Regions from separate parts of the Ovis aries genome. Here regions 2 and 3 are each linked to region 1. Evidence: chromatin contacts called from public Hi-C data. All regions are on one chromosome and are shown on one strand. The core of a region is the stretch at or near the end of the contact, and the rest is flanking DNA. Distances in the headings are between cores, read along the strand shown. Region 1 holds the start of KDM7A (lysine demethylase 7A). Region 2 overlaps SLC37A3 (solute carrier family 37 member 3). Region 3 holds the start of RAB19 (RAB19, member RAS oncogene family).

Region 1 (3,957 bases), core at 628-3,127:
TCTCCTCCTCTGCTTGGCTACCCTCTCACTCCATCCATGCTGACATCCCAAGGCCAGGTGGTTCCTCTAGCACCAAGAACACCCCCATACCAGGCCACCTCCCTGTCTGAATGCCCTTCTCATCATGACTCCAACATGACAGTTTCTACTGCCTCCCCTTCTATGACAACACACATCCTCTACAGTGTACTTTTAAAAATACATGGTCTCTTCTGCTTGTGATAAAGTCTCTGTGAGGTAGTTAAGTAAGATATTATTATCCATAATTTTTCTTCCAAGAGATCTTCAAAATCTAATTCAAGAGAAACAGACTAACCTGCTCAAAGTCACACAGCTTCGACAAAACAGGATTTGAATGTAAGGCTCTTCACTACCCCAGTCCAGGATGCCTCTAAACTTATGCCGAAATTACAGTAACTTTTCTTTTTTCACTAGCAGAAACAGGTTTCAAACTCATTCACTCTGTGGTCAACTCTGACTTCCAGGTGTTTCTTTTCATGCAAAATATGAGACAAGCAATGGTGTGGTAGAAAAAGGACTGGAATCAAGAAACTTAAAAACTTTAGTTCAAGCCCAGCTCTGAGACTTTAAGCAAGTTAATTGCTTTCCTCAATTATAAAAAGGTTAGACTAGGTATCAGTGATTCTCTGCCTTGGGCTGAGATGGCAGTTACGGGTTTGTTTTTTTTTTAATCAATGATAGACATGCCTTCGAAATGTAGCTGTGAACATCTGTTCCCATAATTCCTATATATATATATATACACATATATATAATTTTATTGAAGTATAGTTAAATTACAATGTTCCATAATTCTTAACATCCAACTCGCCTAATTATGATACCAAGGCAATCCATTCCTATTGGATGTGTTAGCTGTTTTTATTATCAGTCTCATCATTCAAAATTATTTATTAGTGGCCTATTATCTGCCAAGTCCCGTATTACCGTTTTTCTAGCAGTCCCTTTCCGACGTGTCACTGTCACTTAGAACTTTATTACTGTTTTCCAAACTTGGAACTCATCTAAGTATTCGCATCTAAGTCGTGTTGTTTACAAGCACGCCAGATTCCTCTCCGGTCCTTTCTCCACCCACCACATTTCAAGACTGGTTCCTCTCCGCTCCCAGACATTAAATGAATTCCTCTCGGGAACAACCTCCTTCACCTACCAGTGGCTCCATCAACACTACATTCCTGGCTGGTCGGTGGGAATTCGGGTGGGACGTTTTTGGAAGTTGGAAGCACACTCCTGCCCCTCAACAGGACTTAAGCAGATCGTTGTGCTGTTAACCCTCGGCTCGGACCGGCGGAGGTTAATTGATTTAAGATACTCCAGGGGTCGGGAGATGGCCCCGGCGGGGCTTTAATTTCCTCGGGTCCCGGGTCCATGGCACAGACGTAGCGCGCCGCTTTCCACTGCGCAGGAACTTCCCCGGCCTCCGCGGTCACTCAGAAACGCCGGAGCCGGCCGTTCGCACGCACCCGCAGCCCTCCTCCCGGGGCCGCGCGCCCCGCGCCGCCGCGCGTGTCCTCAGGGAGCCTCTGCTTCCCTCCGCCTCCCTCGTCCCGCGTGCCCTTCAGCGAGTCTCCCTCCGCCCGGTCGACGCGAGCGGAGCGGGCGCGCGCGCCGGGCGGCAGAACGACGTGCGCGACACGCGCGGCCTCGCGCGGAGCGCCGGAAGGAGCCGGGCTCGGTCCCCTGGCGGCGTGCGCGCGCCGCCGCCCGCCGCCCGCCCCCTCCGGGCCCGGCTGCGGCCTCGCGCGCGCGCACTGAGACGCTGCCGCCGCCGCCGCCGCCGCCGCCGCCGCCGCCGCCGCGGCTGCTGCTCCGGCTGCTGCAGGAGGCGGCGCTGGCTGGCGGCTGCGCTCGCTCCAGTCTGCAAGCGGAGCAGCGAGCGAGCGTGTGTGTGTGTGTGTTTTTTAAAGATGGCCGGAGCGGCGGCGGCGGTGGCCGCGGGAGCAGCAGCTGGAGCCGCCGCGGCAGCCGTGTCGGTGGCGGCTCCGGGCAGGGCCTCGGCAGCCCCGCCGCCCCCGCCGGTGTACTGTGTGTGCCGGCAGCCGTACGACGTGAACCGCTTCATGATCGAGTGCGATATCTGCAAGGACTGGTTCCACGGCAGGTAAATAAACCCCCTCCAACCCCGCCGCCGCCGCCGCCGCCGGCCACCGGCCAACCGTCGCCGTCGCCGCGCCGGCCGCTCGCGCCGCCGGCCGCCCGGCCGCCGCGCCGCACCGAGCGCCCACGGGCCCGGGTGCCGAGCCCCCCGGCCCGGGCAGCGGGGCGCGCGGGGCCCCGGGCTCGCCGGGCGCCCGGCGGGCTTAGAGGGGGCTGGTGGGATCGCCCGGCCGGCCGAAGAGTCGCCACAACAAACGGGAACAAAGGGGACCGGCCGAGAAGTTGGCAGGGGGGGTACCGGGGCGAGGGGACGCGGCCGGGGCAGGCGCCAGCGGAGGCGGCGGGCGGAGCGCCGGCCCGGCCCGGCCCGCCGCGCCCGCAGCCCGGCCGCCGCCCCGCCCGGCCGGGGCTCCCGGCCCGGAGTCGCCACCCGGCCGACCGCCCTGCCCGACCGGCCACCGCTCCTTCCTTCCGGGCAGCGAGTGGTCGGCCCCGACCCGGGGGTCTCCAGAAATTGCCCTCCTCGCCTCAGCCGCCCGCCCGCCCGCGGGTCGCGGTCGCGCCCCCTTCCCCGGGCTTTTTATCAAACTTCCTCGGCCGTGGGGCGCTGGGACGGGGGCGTCGGCAGCGCCGGCCCGGCGGGGCTCCAGCGGAGTAAACAGAGCAACAGATGAGGAGGCACTTGCGGGGACTCGAGAGAGATGCCAGTCGGAAGTTCGGGCCGGGGGTCCCGGGCGGGACGGCGGGCGGCTCGGGTCTCGGCCCCCAGCCGCCGGAGCGGCTCAGCCCGTCCCGGCGGGGGTGGAGCGGATGGAGTGGGCAGCGGGGCCCGAAGGGACAGCCTCGCGCCCCCAACCCCCCGCGGCCGCCCCCGCGCCGCGGCTCAAACTTTGTTACAAAGAGTGAAACGTCCCCAATCGCCCGAGGGGACGGCGACCGGGGGCCGGCGACTGGGGGGCCAGCGCCCGGGGCGCCTGGTGCGGGCGAACTTTGGCCGGCTGGTGGGGACTTCGGGGCGGGTGGCGGGGGCGGCGAGCGTCGCCCTCTGCCTCGGCCGCCGCCTGTGTCTCGGGTTTGACGTTTGTGAGAGCTCGGGCCGCCCCCGCCGCCGAGCCGCCGACTCGTGTGTTTTGTAATCAAAGTGTGAGGCTAATAAAGGGCGGCGCCACAGCCTCTTGACTCCGGCGTGGGAGGGATTCGCAGGCATTTAAACAAAGAAACTAGTTGAGGTTGGGCTCCCCAAGTCCTTATTTGGGTGTTGTGGCAAGGCCTGCGGTCACTTTTAGGTGAAGCAGGTTTCCCGAGCCCCGTTTCGGGGTGTTTCTGGGCGAGAGTACGCTCGCGGGTAATAGCAGATATGGTGACTGTGATTGTAGGAAGTGTCCTTTGATTGACAGCAGGACATTTAAATACAGCCTCCGCTCCCCCCCCTCCCCAATTTTGCAGAAACACTACACGACCAGGCCAGATGTCTTGGTCTCCCTCTACTGGCCCTGGGAGAGAAAACCAGTTCACGGACAGCGTTCCTGTCAGTGTTGAGCGCTGGGTACAGTTAGTTTTACTTAATTTTCAAGTACAGCTAGTTTTACTTGATCCGTTTTCAGGTTGCCGAATTCTGACAGCAACAACAGAAGGAGAGTAAAACCAAAAAATTGTCAACGTAAAAGTAAGACAGCGTCCTTGCTTTGTATAGCAGATCCTCTTTTCACAGTCTGGTATATGCTGGAAGTGTTATTACAGCGTACTGCTTGTAATTAAAAACAAATTCTCCAAAGTTTTTTTTCGTTACTTGGAACGGATGCTTTTCCTTTATTTTGGTTGTACGTAAAACTGAAATAG
Region 2 (4,304 bases), core at 90-2,589, 130 kb before region 1:
TGGACCAAAACTTGAAGCCAATCCTTGGAACACAAAGTTAGAAACCTTGGTTGAGAGAATCGGGTGTACCTGTTTGCCCGAGGTTTCCCACAGCCCAGCTTCTGTCTATTTCTTAATTGAATCTCCCACTGTCCCTCTACACGAACTTGCTACAGAATCAGACTGGTCATCTTAACTGTTGTTTAGTTGCTAAGTTGTGTCTGACTCTTTTGCTTCCCCATGGACTGGAGCCTGCCAGGCTCCTCTGTCCATTGGATTTCCCAGGCAAGAATACTGGAGTGGGTTGCCATTTCCTTCTCCAGGGGATCTTCCCAACCCAGGGATGGAAACTTGTGTCTCCTGGATTGACAGGCAGATTCTTTACTGCTGAGCTACCAGGGAAGCCCAGTCATTTATTAGTTGGCTACAAATGGCAGTATTTATGTCTTTTTTTTTTTTTTTTTTGGTAAGGAAGTACCAGTTTTTTGGTTTGGTTTTTAGATGAAAAAAAGCTTAACTGTGATAGAATACATGTAACATAAAATGTATGCTCTTAACCACTTTAAGTGTACAGTTCAGTATTTACTGATATACTCACACTGTAGTGCTTAACGTCTTGTGTTGATTCACACTTTGTATCCATAATACCTCTTTTTAACTCTCTGTTTTCTGAGTCTTACTTTTCCTTCAAGTCTTGGCCAAGCAACATGTGGTCCAAGAACAGCTTCCCAGCCAGCCTTACTAGCATCCACTGTCTCGCCTTTTTTTGGTAGTGAGCGTAAGATTACTTACTTGGTGCTTAGCTGCTTACCTATTTTTATATCTGACTCTCCAAGGAGATTATTGGTCGTTTTCTCCCAATGCCTAGTTTCTTGCATGGTTGGTGCTGAGTAAATGTTGATCATGTTGGAAAAGGTGGAAGGAAAATGAGAGTGGAAAGGGCATCTAGTGGGTGTGTCTTCCTGACCCTGCACCTTGCCCTTCCTCTTGCTTTAACTAGGATACCGCTTCCTGCAGTGAATGGCCAGGTTACTTAAATTGAAGTATAGTTGATTTAGAATGTTGTATTAGTCTCAGGTGTACAGCAAAATGACTCCGTTTTATATCTATATGTGTGTGTGTATCCTTTTTCAGATTTTATTCCTTTATAGGTTGTTAAAAAATATTGGGTAGACTTCCCTGTGCTATCCAGAGTATCTGTTTTATATATAGTTCTGTGTATGTGTTAATCTCCATGGAGCTTTTCCTGTTTACCCCCTTCTAATGCTCTTTCTTTCCTTTGAACTTCTTGAGCCATTGCAGGTAGACTATGAAGTCTGCCCGGGCTGAGTGGTTTTACTGCCTTATTTTATTCTCTGATTGTTTCTGGTTAAGTTGTCATTTCCTCAATTACATTGTGAATATGAAAGAGTCAACTCCATGTCCAAGGTTGCAGCAGCTATTTAATCAAGACAGCTGGTTTACCTTCCCGTGTGTGTGTTCATGTTCCCGTGTGTGAGTTCCCGTGTGTGTTCCCATGTGTTCATGTTCCTGTGTGTGTTCGTGTTCCCGTGTGTGAGTTCCCATGTGTTCCCATGTGTTCATGTTCCCGTGTGTGTGTGCCCGTGTGTGTGTGTGCCCATGTGTGTGTGTGTGTTCGCTTAGTCACTCAGTCATGTCTGTCTCTGTGACCCTGTGGACTGTAGCCTGCCAGACTCCTTTGTCCCTGGGATTCTCTAGGCAAGAATACTGGAGTGGGTAGCTGTTCCCTTCTCCAGGGGATCTTCCCAACACAGGGATCGAAACCTGGTCTCCTGCACTGCAGGCAGATTCTTTACTGTCTGAGCCACCAAGGAAGCCCCATCTTCCTTTTGCTTTTCTATAAATGCCCCAATCATTTCCTGTGACCAAGTTTGTTTCAGCATATATCCAGAATAAATCAGATTCTGTATGAAATTTATATGTGTGAACACAGATAATACAAATTAAATTGTTATATATGTGTTATAAATAATTCTAGGTGACTATGTATATATATAATAAAACTATGTGGTACTTTCAACTGCACACACGCATATAACTATATACAAATGTATGTGTAAGTCAAGACTAGCATTTGAAAGGGCATTCTGTGCTTAAGCCCCAGGGGTGTGGTCTTCCCACCATCACCAGAACAATGCTTCATGTGTGTGCACCTCTTTTATTTGTTTATTTTCAGCTTCTCATCTCCCTGGCCTCATTTCCTCCCTCCCTCCTTGCCTGCCTTCCTTCACACGACTTTTGCAGGTGCCCTCCTATCCATCGCTGTGTCCTACCCCCTGTGACGTAGGAGGGGATGGATCTGGTCCTTAGACTGGAGAGCTAAGGCTCTGAGAAGCTCATGGCTTTGCCCGGGGACACACATCTAATATCGGACAGCAGGACTGACTCAGAACCCAGGTCTTCTGACATCAGTGTTGGTTTCTGTGATGCCACGCGTCCTCTTCTCGTTTGACTTGAATCTTGTCCTAGGCTTCCTTCCAAGGTATATGGTGTGCTAAAGCTCTTGTCCTCTGAGCTGCAGTCCCGCAGGTGAGAGGCCGGCCAGACGCTGCGAAGCTTTGTCTTAAAACTGCCTGCCGCCTCGCTCCTGCTGCTGGGCTGAGTGCCCCTCCGCGCTCCAGGTTTGCCTTTTTAAAGAGCATCTCTTCCCTCTTTCCTGGTCCTTCCGCCTGAGGCTCGGGAAGATCTCCCACCCGACAGACTCTGGTCTTCCCTCCTCTCGGCCGTGGAGTGCCACGTGCCCACCTGAGCCAGCTCTGCCCCTTCGTCTTGACCACGGTCCCTACTCTTACCTTGTTCTTCATTCATGGCCAAGTTGCATAGCTTGCGGGATCTTAGTTCCCCAACCAGGGATTAAACTGGGTCCTGGCGGTGAGAACTCTTGAGTCCTAACCACTGGACCGCCAGGGAGTCCCCTTACTCGTCTTTCTTTTCTTAGGATTATCTGTTTGTGGCTGTGCTGGGTCTTCCTTCCTGCGTGGGATTTTCTCCAGGCGCAGCAGTGGGGTCTGCTCTCTAGCTGTGGTGCATGGCTTCTCACTGCGGTGGCTCCTCTCGTTGCAGAGCACGGGCTCTGGAGCACAGGCTCAGTAGTTGCGGTGCATGGGCTTAGTTGCTCTGCAGCACGTGGGATCTTCCTGGACCAGGGATCTAGCCTGCGTCTCCTGCACTGGCAGGCGGATTCTTTACCACTGACCCACCAGGGAAGCGCCCGCCCCCCCCCCCCGCCCCCGCGCCCCGGCCGCACCCTTCTTGCTAATGAATGTTTAACTCGCTTTGAATAACGGTCTTGCATCTAAAGTGCCATGAGTCAGCTTTTTCTCATCTGCCACTGCCCTCCGATTAAAGAAATAGCTTATTTTTCCTTTTTGTCCTTTCCGAAATTAGGTAACAAGTAAAATCATTTGCAACCATTTTAAATCCCCTTGAAGCCCAAGGAAGTTGCCATAACTTCATCATCAGTGAAATACTCGTAAAAATGCCACCCCTTTGGGTGAAAATGTTCTTGTGGATTGTAATAGGATAACTGAATTTAGGTAAAGCCTTTCATTTGAGCGCTTCTAAGGCCCTCAGCGTGTTTAATAGCTATCACCGCGCCCCAAGGAGTGACATCAGGATACGATTGTATGTGTCTATGCGTGTTTGCTTATTTACTTAGCATTTTGTTTGTTTTCTGAGGCTCATCATAGAGTTTCAGGAACCTAACTATTGCTGTGGATTCCATTAAAAGAAATAATACCTAAGGAGTAGCGTACATAACTTGCCTTTGTTGCATGGGATGAAGATGTTAAAGAGGTTACAAAAGGTAGAGAGACTGCTCTGGAACCAGGAGGGTGGGGCTAGGGGAGGAAGGAGCAGTGACTGAAGTAGAGGCTGCAGGCAGACTCGTCCCCAAATGTGCCCCCAGGTGTGAGAGAGGTTTCGTCCTTGTTTGCATTACTAGGTCGATTCTCCTAAAGATGATGATTTCTGTGAACAAGGTCTTGGAGAGAAGATAATTTATTAGAGCTTTGAAAATTCCAAACAAGCCTGTGCCATGTCTGAGGGAAAGACCCTTAATTAAGACCAAAGCTCCCGCTCTTGGTCTCTGCAGTCACTTTGAGGCTGTTGAGACAGCGTCTGGATAAAGGGATGGGTTACTTAAGAGAAGAGCCTTTTAGAGAAAAGCCTAGCAAGATTTTTTTTTTTTAAGCCATCTTAGTTCCCTGACCAGGGATCGAACCCATCCGCCTGCAGTGGAAGCGTGGAGTCTTAACCACTGGACCACCAGGAAAGTCCCAAAAAACATTAGCAAGAGTGGCCCA
Region 3 (4,029 bases), core at 1,385-3,884, 190 kb before region 1:
AGACCCCGGACTTGAAATGCTGCACGACACACGTCTTGCCCACGTTGGAATCCCCGATGAGGATAATCTTGAACAAATAGTCAAAGTTCTCGTCCGCTGCCCTGGCTGAGCCGGAGAATTGCATGGCTCTTGCCACCTAGGATCAAAGGAGAAAAGGAGGAATTCAGCCTATCTTTAGTGAACAGCTACTGGCGGCCAGGAACTATTCTTGGCACTCAGGTTTCAGGACGGCACAAGACAGAGGAAGGTCACTGCTTTCCTAGCACGGACATCCTTGTGGGAGGAGAAGAACATTAATTACTGGTCAGGTAAGAGGGAGCTGCCCCCACAAACCCCACCTGTCCTAGGTGAGTTGGTGCTACTTTAGGAGTGACCTTGGAATGAAGGGGTTCTACGGTCTGGGCCCACTCTCAGATGGTAGCATTGACTGGGACTTCCCTGGTGGTCCAGTGGTTAAGACTCTGCGCTTTCAGTGCTTCCAACTGCAGGGGGCGAGGGTTTGATCCCTGGTCTGGGAACTAAGATCCCACACACCCTGTGGCCTGGCTCAGCAGGTGTGTTTTACCTGCCATTTATCAGGTGGATTGACTGGTTCCTAAAGAAAATTGACTCAATATTCATTGGAAAGACCGATGCTGAAGCTGAAGCTCCAATACTTTGGCCACCTGATGTGAAGAGCCGACTCACTGGAAAAAACCCTGATGCTGGGAAAGATTGAGGGAAGGAGGAGAAGGGGGTAACAGAGGATGAGATGGCTGGATGGCATCATCCACTCGATGGACATGAGTTTGAGCAAACTCTGGGAGACAGTGAAGGACACTGCAGACCCATGCTGCAGTCACAGGGTCGCAAAGAGTTGGGCAGGACTGAGCAACTGAACAACATCAGTTGCGGAAGGTGGGCTCAGCCTGTCTCCATGTCACACGGGAGGAAGACAAACCACTGCAAGTCTGAATGTCCAGGCAACTAGCAACAAACACCAAGGACGCTTAACAGAGAAGTCAGTTTCAGAAAGGCTCTTCTTGTCTGGGAAATTATGATTTTGAGAATACCCAAAATGAAAACTGTGGGGAATTCCCTGGCGGTCCAGTGGTCAGGACTTTGCACTTTCACTGCCCAGGCCTTGGGTTCCATGCTTGTGCTGGGAACCAGAATCCCACAAGCTGTGCAGCGTAGCCAAACAAAACAAAAGGCACAAACAAATGAAAAACCCGGTGGTTCGAATGTTTGTGCTGTATTCTGCCACAGGCTGGAAAAAAAGTTCCTTATGACAGTGTCTCTCTAACTGACTATCAGAATTACCTGGGAAGGTAATCAAATAATTAAATATACAGGGACCTCCCTGTGGCTCAGTGGTAGAGAATCTGCCTGCCAATGCAGGAGACACAGGTTTGATCCCTGGTCCTGGAGGATCCCACATACCTCGAGCAACTAAGCTCATGTGCCATAACTACTGAAGCCCGTGTGTCTGGAGCCTGTGCTCTGCAAGAAGAGAAGCCACCGCAGTGAAAACCCTGAGCACCGCAACTAGAGAATAGCCCCTGCTTACTGCAGCTGAAGAAGGCCTGCACACAGTAATGAAGATCCAGCACAGCCAAAAATAAATAAATAATAAAAGAGTTAAAAATATATGTATCTATATTCCGGAGCCCATCTCAGATCTGCTAAATAGATGTAAAAACATGCACACACTCCCAGGTGATTTTGATAAGCAGCCAGGTTTGGGAAGCATCAACCAGCACAGTCAACCACCTGAAACTTTATTCTTGCCCTCAGCATCTCTGCTTAAACATCCATCTACACTTCAACATCTCAGATCACAAGGAGCTCACTACCTCCTGACAAAAATCAATTTTGTGTGCACAGCTCTTACGTAGGGTTGAAATCTATGTCTTTGAGGTTTCTAACCATGGACCCTCATGCTACGCCAGGATTCTTAGTCCACACGACAGCCCAGCAGACATTTGGAGCAGCAAGCAGGTCCCCTTGAAGCAGATATCCCAGACCCTTTGACTGTTCTTCAGTTGTGTTTCGTCTCCTCATCAAATGTCTCATAAAAATACATGAAAGCTTATCCTGTTTGATAACTAAATTTGATGTGCTACAAATTGTCCCTGTCTATGACACCCTTCTTCATTTCTCCGAGTTTTATTTTCTGGTCTTCTCAAAAGTCATAGAACATGACAAGTCTGTATCATCACACAAATTAAAATCTATACTTAAAAACTCTAAGCTTTAAATGAATGAAGGAGGTTCCCTGAAGCTACTGTGGCCGCATGATCCAGCAAAAAAGAGAAACAGCCAAACCACTTTTCCCCCCTCTGGCTTTTCAAATGAAGAAAGCCATTCTACTTCCGGTGTCTAACCACTGTCATGTGAGCTGAAATCTTACTTCTCCCCCGACCCCGGCCGCCTCCCCCAGTAAGTTCTCAGGCTTTCTGCAAAAGCCCCCTTCACACGCCCTGCAAGGAGAAAAGAGCCATGTCCACCCGCCGCAAAACCCTCCATCCTGCAGCCTCCACCTGTTGCTCACCAGTTGCTCACGCCTGCCAGCAGGTGTTTGCTCTTTCTCCTGGTTTTCCTTTTGGCCCTCCGTGCCCCTTCTTCCTCCTGCCTCGAGGTGTGGTGGGAACTGTAGTTCTGTCCCCAGGTGTCAGGTTTAGTGGCTCGAGAAACCGAAAGGAAAGTGTAAACCTTCCTTCCTCACCCCCTCCCCCGCCACCCGGAGGAGCTGCCACTGGGTACAAAGCGCGGGGTGAGGTCCTGGCCACACCCGCCACGCTAAGTCAACTTTCCTCTGAGCGTGGAGCATCCCATGTCATCCATCACAGCCCGAACGAAAAGGACTAGCCAGCTGTATCAGCCAACACCTACTGAGCCACCCTGTTCCTTTTTTCTGCTTGCCTTCTCTTGGGCGGCCCCAATCCCCATTTTTTCCTGGTGTCCCCTGTTTGCCTGGGTGGGGCTGGCTAGTTGAAGGACAACAAATTAAAGGGGACTACAGACCTGGGTTTTGAGTCATTTAATTGTTTTGTGGGCTTGAATAACCTTTGCTGAGGAGTCACTGAGCGAAAGGAGGTGATCAAAGAGAAGACTGAAGAACTAAATTGGGAAGATCCCCTGGAAAAGGAAATGGCAACCCACTTCAGTATTCTTGCTTGGAAAATCCCATGGACAGAGGAGTCAGGCAGGCTACAGTCCATAGGTCGCAAGAGTTGGACACGACTTAGCGCTATCTTTTCTTTCTTTCAAAGCTGGAAAAAATGTTTCCTTCCCCCCTCAAAATCTACCCCAAAACAAAGGTTAATTTCTAAGAAGACCTGGCATCCGTCAGTTCCCGATGGTGGCCATGGAGGCATCAAGCTGAGCTGAATTTTCCTTTTTGACTCTCCCCCCACAGAGTCTGGAAGAGTCTCTGCTTCTCCCAGCCTGGGGACTAGCTCGGCTCCACTATGTAGAATGTGCCGAGTAGGCAGTTAAGCCGCAAGCACCACATGCAAAACAGAACATCTGGATTGATAAAATACGAAACTGGCATAGTGTTTTCAAACTGTGGGCTGAGACTCATTATGAGTCACGAAGTCAATTTCAGTGGGCTGTAACCAGCATTTTTACCAAAGAGATGAAGAAAACAATTCAGAATGCATTCCTGTTTTCCTGAACTGTTTGTGTCAGTTGTGAACAGGGAGGTGTGTGCCGGGGGTGATGTAAGATGTACTTCTTACTGCGTGTAGAGGCCTGGCACTGAAAGAGAGGACAGTTTATTCACTACACAGCAACATTTCTTTAGAGAAACTGTAAATGATGATTTATCTTATCCAAAGTTCCATTTACATATCACTTGCAGGAACCTCTCTTTTTTTAAATTTAAACAAAAATGTTTGATTAGAGTATAATTGCTTTACAATGCTGTGTTAGTTTCTGCTGAACAACAACGTGAATCAGTTATATGTATTCTTATATCCCCAGGAGGGCTTCCCAGGTAGCACAGTGGTAAAGAATCCGCCTGCCAACGCAGGAGACACAGCA

Evidence for each region. A called contact is a pair of places that touch in the nucleus more often than the background predicts.
Region 2: a Hi-C map of tail adipose tissue shows a contact between it and region 1, with 4 times the contacts expected there. The contact joins the enhancer-like site here to the promoter of KDM7A in region 1. A contact is called at or near these places in 5 of 16 Hi-C or Micro-C datasets (blood, mixed tissues and tail adipose tissue).
Region 3: a Hi-C map of blood shows a contact between it and region 1, with 5 times the contacts expected there. The contact joins the promoter of RAB19 here to the promoter of KDM7A in region 1. A contact is called at or near these places in 4 of 16 Hi-C or Micro-C datasets (blood, muscle, omental adipose tissue and 1 more).

Annotation. Positions count from the first base shown.
Region 1 is chr4:105,027,715-105,031,671 of ARS-UI_Ramb_v3.0, reverse strand. KDM7A (lysine demethylase 7A) reads left to right here and starts at 1,877. Exons shown (of 17, transcript XM_060414895.1): 1 at 1,877-2,122. The coding sequence starts at 1,929. LOC105609820 (a long non-coding RNA gene) reads right to left here and starts at 1,657. Exons shown (of 2, transcript XR_001434620.4): 1 at 1,172-1,657.
Region 2 is chr4:105,158,621-105,162,924 of ARS-UI_Ramb_v3.0, reverse strand. The region is part of intron 14 of SLC37A3 (solute carrier family 37 member 3); the gene reads left to right. Among named protein-coding and RNA genes, the nearest start is that of SLC37A3, 53 kb to the left of the region's middle. Within about 2 kb of position 1,339, at least 4 of the 54 cell types and tissues checked have an H3K27ac peak or open chromatin away from gene starts, as enhancers often do.
Region 3 is chr4:105,219,897-105,223,925 of ARS-UI_Ramb_v3.0, reverse strand. RAB19 (RAB19, member RAS oncogene family) reads right to left here and starts at 2,634. Exons shown (of 5, transcript XR_006059708.2): 1 at 2,534-2,634; 2 at 1-136.